Regions from separate parts of the Zea mays genome. Here regions 1 and 2 are each linked to region 3. The links are chromatin contacts, called in public Hi-C and HiChIP or PLAC-seq maps. All regions are on one chromosome and are shown on one strand. Each heading gives the region's core, a stretch centred on a gene start, on an enhancer-like site or on the middle of the called end of the contact. The rest is flanking DNA. Distances are from core to core; before and after follow the strand shown. Region 1 holds the start of LOC103650306. Region 2 holds the start of LOC100502231 (ATPase 4 plasma membrane-type). Region 3 holds the start of LOC100283028.

Region 1 (2,986 bases), core at 176-2,675, 350 kb before region 3:
GTACAATATGTAACCTAATCAGGCTCATAACTAGCTTCCTGCATTTCCTCAAATACTTTAACATCCTCCTTAAGATAATTTGCACGGCAATATGCATGTATTATTCTGTTGTATGTCACCAAAGTTGGTTTGCAGTGAGCTTGGCTCATCTCATCCAGAAGTTTCTTCAAAGCGATGAATTGTCTGGCTTGTCCAATGATGCATATCATGTAAGTATGACCATCATGTTTGAATCTAGGTTGCCTTTTTAACCATTGAAAGAAACCAAGAGCGACAGTGTGGTCATGAAGCAGCTTGAGTACTTGATTTGCCTAGAACACATCTATCTTGTAATGAAGATTATCCAGAACATGCTCGGTCATTGGACCCCATTTCATTTGCTGCAGTGTATGGTAATACTGCTCAACTGACCGCAATGACTTCAATGATCTTAAGTTAGATTGAGGTCCTCCACTATGAGCTTTTATCGTTCCTGTAGAACCCTAAATTTTGTTGCCAGAACCAATAAAAGTATTGGGACCTGATGGATTCCGAGTTTGTACTTCATCTCGCCTGACATCTGAATTAAAATGATTAGAATGATGTTTTGCATGGGGCAGGCTACGATGCCCTTGACTCCTTATTTATGATGGTGAACTGGAATTCATCACAGATGGTCCTAAAAAACTCTGCTTTGGCTTTGCATAACCAGCTTTTGGGTACCCCTTCCTGAGTTCATTGTTCAGAGAAGGGTTATAAGCCATCTTTCCCTCAGGAAAGTTACGTTGACTATGTGCCTTGTTATTAGAAGAATCGCTATCGGATAAAATCTGATAAGAATAGTTAGTACCCATCTACGTTGCCTAATGAGTGCTTCCATTATTAGATGACCTGAAATTAACCAGCTCAGAATATACACCAGGTCTAGCAATTCTAGGTTGAGAAATGCTTCTGTCTGTCTCTTTAGATGGCCGTACATAATCATTTTCTATATTCTAACGATGATTGTGAGGATGATTGCTTCTGTTACTAGATGCAGGCTCCTTTCCTGGAGGTGAGGTAGTGGCATGAACAACTGTAGCTAAGTAGCCCTCTCTCCCTCTCTCTCTCTTTCTCTCTCTCCCTCTCTCTCTATCTCTCTCTCTCCAACATACACCCCTGTTTTCGTGTGCAATGTATTTGAAACAGATAGGTTTCTCATAACCGAGGACATCGATGGCGATAGTCGGTGGGAGGCTTGTGGGACCTCGTCCTCGGTTTTGGTGGACGGAAGCTCATCGCCTTGCGCGGATTAAGCGTTCGGCAATCCGTCTGGAGGAGGACCAGGCGGCAAGGAAGCTGTTTTCAAGGAGGTGCGAGGATTTTTTTCGCCGGACTGTTGGGCGCCATGCGTTGCCTAAGGTACGTACTCAAAAACTTGCTGCTGTGATCAATCCCTGGGAAGGTTCCTTGCTGAAGCAAAGTTCGTCACCGGTCGTTACTCTCGGCCATGTGATGGCTTCAGCAAAGAAGGCTGCTGCTCGACGCATTTGCTCGCCGACGTTGAGGAAGGAAGTCAGCCATTTCGATCTGATTCCTCTATGCCGTTCAAATTCAAATATCTCTCCAGTTCATTTGGAAAGGAAACAGTATGTGCCGCTAATTCCGCCATGTGTGCTGGACGACTTTACTGAGGGATCACGTTCGCGTGTTGTGTACCAGCCTTCTTACTCTGTGGGCCAGACACCAGCGCAAGAATTGAGCCCGCAGAAGGAAACGGGTTCGCAGTGTTTTCTGGCGTCAGCCACTCTCTGCTGGGCCAGCCGTAATCCTGGCCTTCATTTACTCCGTCAGAAAGTTTTTAGTACGCCAAAACCTGGGAACCCTGTTCTCTCGCCATTCTATCACCAGCCGCCATTTCCTGTTCTCAAAACGTACGCCGACGTCCTCAAGTCGGCCATCAACTCTAGTGACATGGCTAAGGAGGAAACTGATCCTGAGGGCTGGAGAGTGATGGATCGCCGACGCCAGCAGGTACGTGGTCGTTCCTCGGGTCTTGACAGTTGGTCGTCCCGTGGTCGGGAAAACTGGGAAGTTCGAGGGCGTGGTTCATGGCGTCGCCGCGGCAACCGGTTTCACACGTATGGTGGGTCGTTCGGCTCTGATGCCAGGGTGATTGTAGCTCACAGTAGTGGTATGCAGACCGAGCCGGCTTGTAAACAGGTTGCAGACGTTACATCCGGCGTTGCTGACAAGGGGAAGAAACGACGGGATGAACTTTGTTGTGAAATTTGCGAAGACAATCATGTCCCCGAGGAGTGCCCGGTGTTTAACGGACCGAAGCCGCAGGCAGCTCTATGTGGTTTTGCAGGTGGTGAGTCTGGTTTCTTCCAGATTCATACTTGGGGGTGCAAAGGGTGTTATTCCAAGGTCGGATGGTGTAACTGCATTCATAACCGTGAAGGAAGGTAATGTTACTGCTGAACTTGTTAAGTCTGAACTCTCTAAACTTATACCAGTGAAGTGGAATTGGTCAGTTCAGAAGCATGCAGACAGTTTTCTAGTACCGTTTCCATGCAGGGTTGAGCTTCAACGCATGATAGCTATGAAGTATGTTCATACACTGGGTGGAGAAGGTATTTTAGTTATTCAGGAGGTTAACCAAAAAATAGAACCAATTTCTTATCTGCAGAAAGCTTGGGTGAATGTTTATGGGGTTCCTTTTGAGATCCGCTCCTTTCTTCCTTTGTGGGCAGTAGGATCTATTTTGGGTGCAACACAGAAAGTGGATATGCGATACACTCGGAAAATGGGGGTGGTCCGTATTTTGGTGGCAGTGACGGATGTGAATCATATTCCGGAGTCTGCAGAAATAATAGTTGGTGAAGGGCTTTACGAGATCTTCTTCAAAGTTGATAAGGTTCTCAAAGATGGGAGATGGATTGACAAGGATAACATGGATTATCGGGACGGAGATGATAAGGAACAAGGAGAGAATGAAGATTATTCTGAAAAGCATGGAAATGAT
Region 2 (3,469 bases), core at 600-3,099, 370 kb before region 3:
CTAAATCACCGGCAACCGCAAGCAAATTACAAACGGGAGCACTGCACCAAATCGGCCTTCTCTGATTCTATTTCTTTCGTACCAACTGCCGCTTAAGGCTTAACAGAAGTAGATCAACAGTGTCAGGGCCCTCAGGTGCCCAGCGCAATTGGAGTGATGGGACTGATGGCATAGGGCCTCTAAATTTTTAGATCCTCAAATTTTTGAGTTTTCTTAATATAAATAATATAAAAAGATAAATGTTGTTTATTATTTTGTGAAATCTCGACTTTAAAATAGATAGTACGAGAGAACAAGAATATAAGAATAGATCGGATATATTTTAGATTGTTTTTTATCTATATATACTATATGTCTCCTGACCTATTTTTATATTTTGTACGGCGGAAAAAAAAAACAAAACTGCCTTGACAGTGTTCCAGTTCCTGGACTAGCATCAGAGGCGAGCATCTCCCAGAAAGCTGCACCCTGCACCCTCGATCAGCCCCGCCCATCTCGATCTCTCCACACATGCATGTCTTACGTTACGTGTCTGCATTTGAGGAATACATGTCCAGCATCTTCATCTACAGCCGCCCACACGTGACGCATGTGGCGTTTTGTGGCATCAATTGCAACTCATCTTGTGGCCAGATTGTATGTAGATGTAAGTTCAGAGCAAGGGAATTAATAAAGTTCGCTCCGTATGAAAAAAATGCTTAATTAAATTAAACCCTGTTTCGGACACGTTCAGCTCCAAACTTCGTGCTATGCCAGTAGTACGTGCCTGATGCCAGACTGGTGCGCTGATGATTGTCGTCGCAGTAGATACAGATTGGTGTTGCCTATGCCTAATAAAGTTGATGACTGTGATTGCACCACCGTAAAGCGCCTGCCTGCCTGCCTTGTCGTCAGTTGCACTTTTTGCTTGCCTTGCTTTGGTTGTGTGCCTGCATTTCAGACCACCACCTTTGTTGCATGCATGGTTTGCCTTTACCCCCTTGCCTTTCTGAAATCATTGCCTTTCTGAAATGAAAAGAAGAGGGGGAAAAATCTCCATCTGTTCTCCTTCTCTCTCTCTCTTAAAAAAAGCGCAAGGTCTGAAATCTGACCAGGTTTAATTTGTTCTCCCTGTATTTTTTTTAATTGGACCACTGGCGATATCGATTGCGCGCGAGTTGTTTTCAGCTGTCGCTGGCAGTCTAATCAAAACTCCTCTGACCTTGTTTTGTGGCCTACATGTTGTGGTACTAGCTAGTAAATCTTTCTGTTGATCTCTCGCTCTGGCTTGATTTCTTTATCTACCAAACAGCAGTAGTAGTTTGGTCGGAGGAAGTGAGCTAGGTTTGTCTCAGTTGCATACTTGCATTGCATGTACATCACTCTCAGTTCCATCACATGTATATATATATATATCATGTGGTTCATCAAGAAACAAATCCAAGAGAGAGAGAAGAAGTATACAAGTCTCATTAATTCAAGATGTTCATCAAGAAAAGAAAAATCCACATATATACTCAGAATCAGTTAGGTTTGATTTGCCAGCTAAAAGTGTGGATTGATGTGTGCTGCTTAATTCACGTCACGTACATCTCATTTGTGACCTACCACAAGCTACCCTTCTATTCTATTATTCTCTACCGGCGCCAAAGCAGGACAGAACAGATGGCGCCGGACATCCAGCAGAGGATTAGATTATATCAGCTGCCATTTTTTTAATTTGACCTTAATTAGCTTTTCTGTGTTGCATGCATGAGTAGAGCAGGCAACCCTTCACAGTTCACACGCCTAGCCGTCACCGAGCTCCAGCAGGCAGCAGGCAGGACGAGAGTGCTCTACATGTTTTTTCTTCTCTCTCTCCCAGTCTCCCTTCCTTCTTTATCCGCTTGGTTCGCTTTTCTTCTTTTCCTTTGGCATTCCATCGCATCTCAATCCTGTTACCGTTGTGGACTCCCACTCCCCTGTCTGTCTGTCGCGGTGTCGCCTGACACCTTCTTCTTCCTCACTCCCCCCTCAACCTCATCCCCATCCCGCCCTCGCACTTCCCACCCACCCCAATCCATCCATCCATCCACCCGTCTGAAAACCAAACCCACATTCACCAGCGAGCAAGCTTCCCCTGCCCTCCTCCGGCCGCCTCATTCTCGTTTCCATATAAATCTGTAACTGCAAGGACAACCCACCACAGGACACACGAGGTGAAAGGAGATCCGTGAGGAGGCGCCTCCCCCATGGCTGAGAAGGAGGGCAACCTCGAGGCCGTCCTCAAGGAGGCCGTCGACCTGGTATGTCTCTCCTCTCCTTCTGCCCCACCAATTTGTGTGTGTGTGTGTTGCACGATGTCTTGTTGGGAAGGAAGAAAAATGAAAGCTTCCGCCTTTCTAGTCCCATTTTCCTAGACCAGATTGCTGCTCCTCTTCTACGAAATTCGCATCTCTCTAGTCTAGAGTCTAGCCGAAGAAGAAAGAAAGAATGAAAACTTTATGCTAGCTGGTTTGTGGTCCTGAATTTTAGGTGACTGACATTTTGGCATAGTGACGTTCCATTTCTCTACCTACCTAGCTTTTTTTCCCCCATCAAATCTGCTTCCTTCGCTTCTCCTTTTCGCTTCTCTCTAGGAACTGGTACATCCTAGAGAGTAAGCATTTGGGCCATACTCGTTCCACGTAGTAGCAACAGTAGTAGGCAAAATTCTCTCAGAAGAGTTCGCGGCATCATAAGCAATTGTGTTGCTTTTCTTCTCTCTTCTCTGCAGGAGAACATCCCCCTCGAGGAAGTGTTCGAGAATCTGAGATGCAGCCGCGAGGGTCTCTCCACCGAGCAGGCGCAGCAGCGCCTCGAAATCTTTGGCCCAAACAAGCTCGAGGAGAAGGAGGTTTGTTTCCTTTTTACCCCAACTTGCTGGGTAGAACGCGTATAAATATATAATAGTTGCTTATAGCTGGGATTTTGATGGCCACAGGAGAGCAAATTCCTCAAGTTTCTGGGTTTCATGTGGAACCCACTGTCCTGGGTCATGGAGGCTGCAGCAATCATGGCCATTGCTCTTGCCAATGGAGGGGTAAGACACAGAAACCTACTAACAGACTTCAAAATTTCATCTATGATTGTGCTGTATTCTTAGTTGTAGTTGTCTTTTGATTATGTCATCAGGGGAAGCCACCAGATTGGCAGGACTTTGTCGGTATCATAACTCTGCTTGTCATCAACTCAACAATCAGTTTTATCGAGGAAAACAATGCTGGTAATGCTGCAGCAGCCCTCATGGCTCGCCTCGCACCTAAAGCCAAGGTTTGTCACAGACAACCTCTATGCAGTTTCACTGTGTTCCCAAGGAAAGCTTCATGCGTTTGCTGAGCCCTTCCAAAAAGTTTGAACTGACTTTCCTTTCTTCAGGTTCTTCGTGATGGCCGATGGACCGAGGAAGACGCAGCCATTCTTGTACCAGGAGACATTGTTAGTATTAAACTCGGAGATATTATACCTGCAG
Region 3 (3,198 bases), core at 373-2,872:
GCGGCATCCTGGAGAGGACCATGTACCCGGGGAAGTACGCCATGGAGATGTCCTCGGCCATCTACTCCGAGTGGAGGTTCACGGAGCAGTCCCTGCCCAACGAGCTCGTCAAGAGGGGCATGGCGTCCAAGATGGGCGGCGGCGCCATCGCCCTGCACGTGGAGGACTACCCGTACGCGGTGGACGGCATGGACGTGTGGCGCGCCATCGAGGGCTGGGTCAGGACCTACTGCGCCCACTTCTACCACTCCGACGCCGCGGTGGCCGCCGACGCGGAGCTGCAGGCGTGGTGGGACGACGTCCGCCGCGTCGGCCACGGCGACCGCCAGCGCGACCCGGCGTGCTGGCTGGACCTCGACTCCGTGGCCAACCTCGCCGAGTCGCTGTCCACGCTCATCTGGATCGCCTCCGCGCTGCACGCCGCCGTCAACTTCGGCCAGTACGGCTACGCCGGGTACATGCCCAACCGCCCCACCCGGTGCCGCCGCTTCGTGCCGCTGCCGGACTCCCCGGAGATGGCGCAGCTGGAGGCCGACCCGGACAGGTTCTTCCTCGACACGGTGCCCGACCGCTTCACCGCCACGCTCGGGCTCACGCTCATCGAGGTGCTCTCCAACCACACCTCCGACGAGCTCTACCTGGGCCAGCGCGCCACCGCGGCGTGGACCGACGATGGGGAGGTGCTGCAGCTGCTCGACAGGTTCCGGGAGGAGCTCCGCCGGGTGGAGAAGCGGATTACGGAGAGGAACAGGGACCCGCGACTCAAGAACCGGAAGGGACCCGCCAAGGTGCCGTACACGCTGCTGTTCCCGGACGTCGGCGGCAAGGAGAAGGGGATCACCGGCAAAGGGATACCCAACAGCGTCTCCATATGACAATTGACAAGCTCGCTCCTTTTTTTTTTATTGTTTTGTTGCAGAGGATCTGATTATGGTTGTCGGTTTAATTTCGTTGTGAGCATCATTGTGTTAATATGTTTTATTGCGATGATTGGTTTGGAATTTAAATCTGTTGAAAGGGTCTAATAACATTTTTCTTTTCTTTTTTTAAAGAAAATCCATTACATGAATATGTCACTCTTTACCAGAAGCGCTCGTTCGAATGACTTCAAATAAAGGGATTTGACCTGTTTGTACCAAATCAAATTAATGAACTGCTAAGAACTGTCTACCGGAAATATCTAAATTAGTTGTCACAACTAAGGGCTGTTTGGTTTATTTTTATTAAATTTTAGTTTATGTCACATCAAATATTTAGATATCAATTATAAGTGTTAAATATAGGTTCAATAGATTTGAACTTGCCTTTTCGTCTTTATTTATGTAATTAGTTTTATAATTACATTATATTTAATACATATAATTATTATTTAAACATCCAATATGCATAGACTAAATTTGGTATAACCTATCTCTATAAGCCGTTCGGTTGTCTAGGTGAAATCATTTCGAATCAGATTACTTCTTTAATTTATATAAGTTTTGATTAACCAGACAGGGAGATGGTTTGGCCTGTCCTAGGCGTCGTGTGTTGGCAATCTTTATTTAAAAAGAAAAAGAAAAAATATGAAAAAGTCATATTTAATTATTTATTGCTGCGAACATATGGGATGCCAGAGTCGCAGCAAACCACGGTTCGGCGCCTCGGCGGCGTCCAATTCCCCTTCCCGTCGCCGATGCCGATGCCGATGCCACGGGCGCGGACGCGGTGGTCGGCGCTAGCCGCCAGCGCGCTCATCCAATGCTGCGCGGGGAGCTCCTACTGCTTCGGCGTCTACTCTCAGACGCTCAAGGCCTCGCAGCGCTACGACCAGTTCGCGCTCGACGCCGTCGCCTTCTTCAAGGACGTCGGCGCCAACGCCGGGGTCCTCTCGGGCTTCCTCGTCGCTTGGGCGCCGGGGGGCCGCAGGCGCCCCTGGATTGTCCTCCTCGCCGGCTCCCTGCTCTGCGCCGCGGGCTACCTCCCCATGTGGCTAGCCGTCGCGGGGGTCGCGCCCGCGCCGCTCCCGCTCGTCTGCCTCTACATGCTGCTCGCCGCGCAGGCGCAGACCTTCTTCAACACCGCCGATGTTGTCTCCGCCGTCGAGAACTTCCCCGACCGACGAGGCACTGTCATCGGCATCATGAAGGCAGGTCAACTCAATTCCTTTTCCTTGCCCATTATTTCGGAATGCGGTCGAGAAGATAAAATTGAGACCCCTGACTGGACTGTGCTACCTGGTACTTTCTTTTAAGCATTATTATAGACAGACGATCTTGTAGACTTGGGTAGTTGCCTTCCATATCAACAACAGACAACAGTAGAGTTATCATTGGGCTGGAGACATTCAGTACTTTGCTTATGAGATCTGGTGCCTTATTGGATACCATGGTTTTGATCATGTCCTGCTCCTGGATGCCGCTGTCCCACTAAAACTGTTTGGATCAGATTCTACAACTTTATCTTCATTCTGCATCAAACTTCAGTCTATTATGAAAGCTATTGATTTGTCAGTTTCGATTTGAACCCGAACTATGTTGATTTACTCCCAGCCAATTGGCAGGAAATTCCTTTTTTTGTTTCCCAAACCGAGGGCTTCCCCATTTCCATTAACAAACGGACATACAGATGTTTGAGCAAGCAGCTAGAAAGAAAACAGATATATCTGTACGACACCTGATAGCCAATTGACAAGAGATTAATTCCTATGATCACACCTGCAGTTCTATACTAATGCTGGCAGTTTTGACTGACCCCAACTTACCACAATTCATTTCTGTTTACTTTTGCAACAGGGTTTTCTAGGCCTAAGTGGGGCAATACTTGTCCAAATTTACCGCACTCTGGCATTGATCCCAGCTCTTTCATACTGATGCTGGCAGTTTTGACTGACCCCAGCTTACCTCAATTCATTTCTGTTTACTTTTGCAACAGGGTTTTCTAGGCCTAAGTGGGGCAATACTTGTCCAAATTTACCGCACTCTTGGCATTGATCCCAGCTCTTTCATACTGATGCTGGCAGTTTTACCCACGGCCGTCACCTTGGCGCTCATGTATTTTGTGGATGTCCACAATCCACATGAACGGTATGAGAAGAAATTCCTAGACGCTTTCTCCCTCATTGCTGTTACTGTTGCTGGATACTTGATGATTCTCATAATCTATGGTCAAGTTTTCCCAATAAGCTCAGCTGTGCAGAGCGTTTGTTTCGTGGTACTC

What was found. Hi-C and Micro-C count contacts between places; a contact is called where the count stands out from the background. HiChIP or PLAC-seq counts read pairs in DNA pulled down with a chosen protein or histone mark.
Region 1: an H3K4me3 HiChIP or PLAC-seq map of leaf shows a contact between it and region 3, with 4 times the contacts expected there. The contact joins the promoter of LOC103650306 here to the promoter of LOC100283028 in region 3. A contact is called at or near these places in 7 of 25 Hi-C or Micro-C datasets (bundle sheath, ear, endosperm and 3 more) and 1 of 3 datasets of contacts at active chromatin or transcription factors (leaf).
Region 2: a contact with region 3 is called in a Hi-C map of leaf, with 4 times the contacts expected there. The contact joins the promoter of LOC100502231 here to the promoter of LOC100283028 in region 3. A contact is called at or near these places in 7 of 25 Hi-C or Micro-C datasets (ear, endosperm and leaf) and 1 of 3 datasets of contacts at active chromatin or transcription factors (leaf).

The regions. Positions count from the first base shown.
Region 1 is chr3:106,853,255-106,856,240 of Zm-B73-REFERENCE-NAM-5.0, reverse strand. It overlaps LOC103650306, which reads left to right and starts at 1,425. Exons shown (of 6, transcript XM_008675913.4): 1 at 1,425-2,426; 2 at 2,539-2,594; 3 at 2,718-2,986. The coding sequence starts at 1,474. It also overlaps the pseudogene LOC103652059.
Region 2 is chr3:106,875,103-106,878,571 of Zm-B73-REFERENCE-NAM-5.0, reverse strand. LOC100502231 (ATPase 4 plasma membrane-type) reads left to right here and starts at 1,849. Exons shown (of 21, transcript NM_001323633.1): 1 at 1,849-2,264; 2 at 2,735-2,854; 3 at 2,942-3,040; 4 at 3,133-3,270; 5 at 3,376-3,469. The coding sequence starts at 2,211.
Region 3 is chr3:106,503,133-106,506,330 of Zm-B73-REFERENCE-NAM-5.0, reverse strand. It overlaps LOC100283028, which reads left to right and starts at 1,622. Exons shown (of 2, transcript NM_001371893.1): 1 at 1,622-2,128; 2 at 2,914-3,198. The coding sequence starts at 1,676. It overlaps lox12 (linoleate 9S-lipoxygenase12), which reads left to right. Exons shown (of 6, transcript NM_001112527.1): 6 at 1-1,007. The coding sequence ends at 875.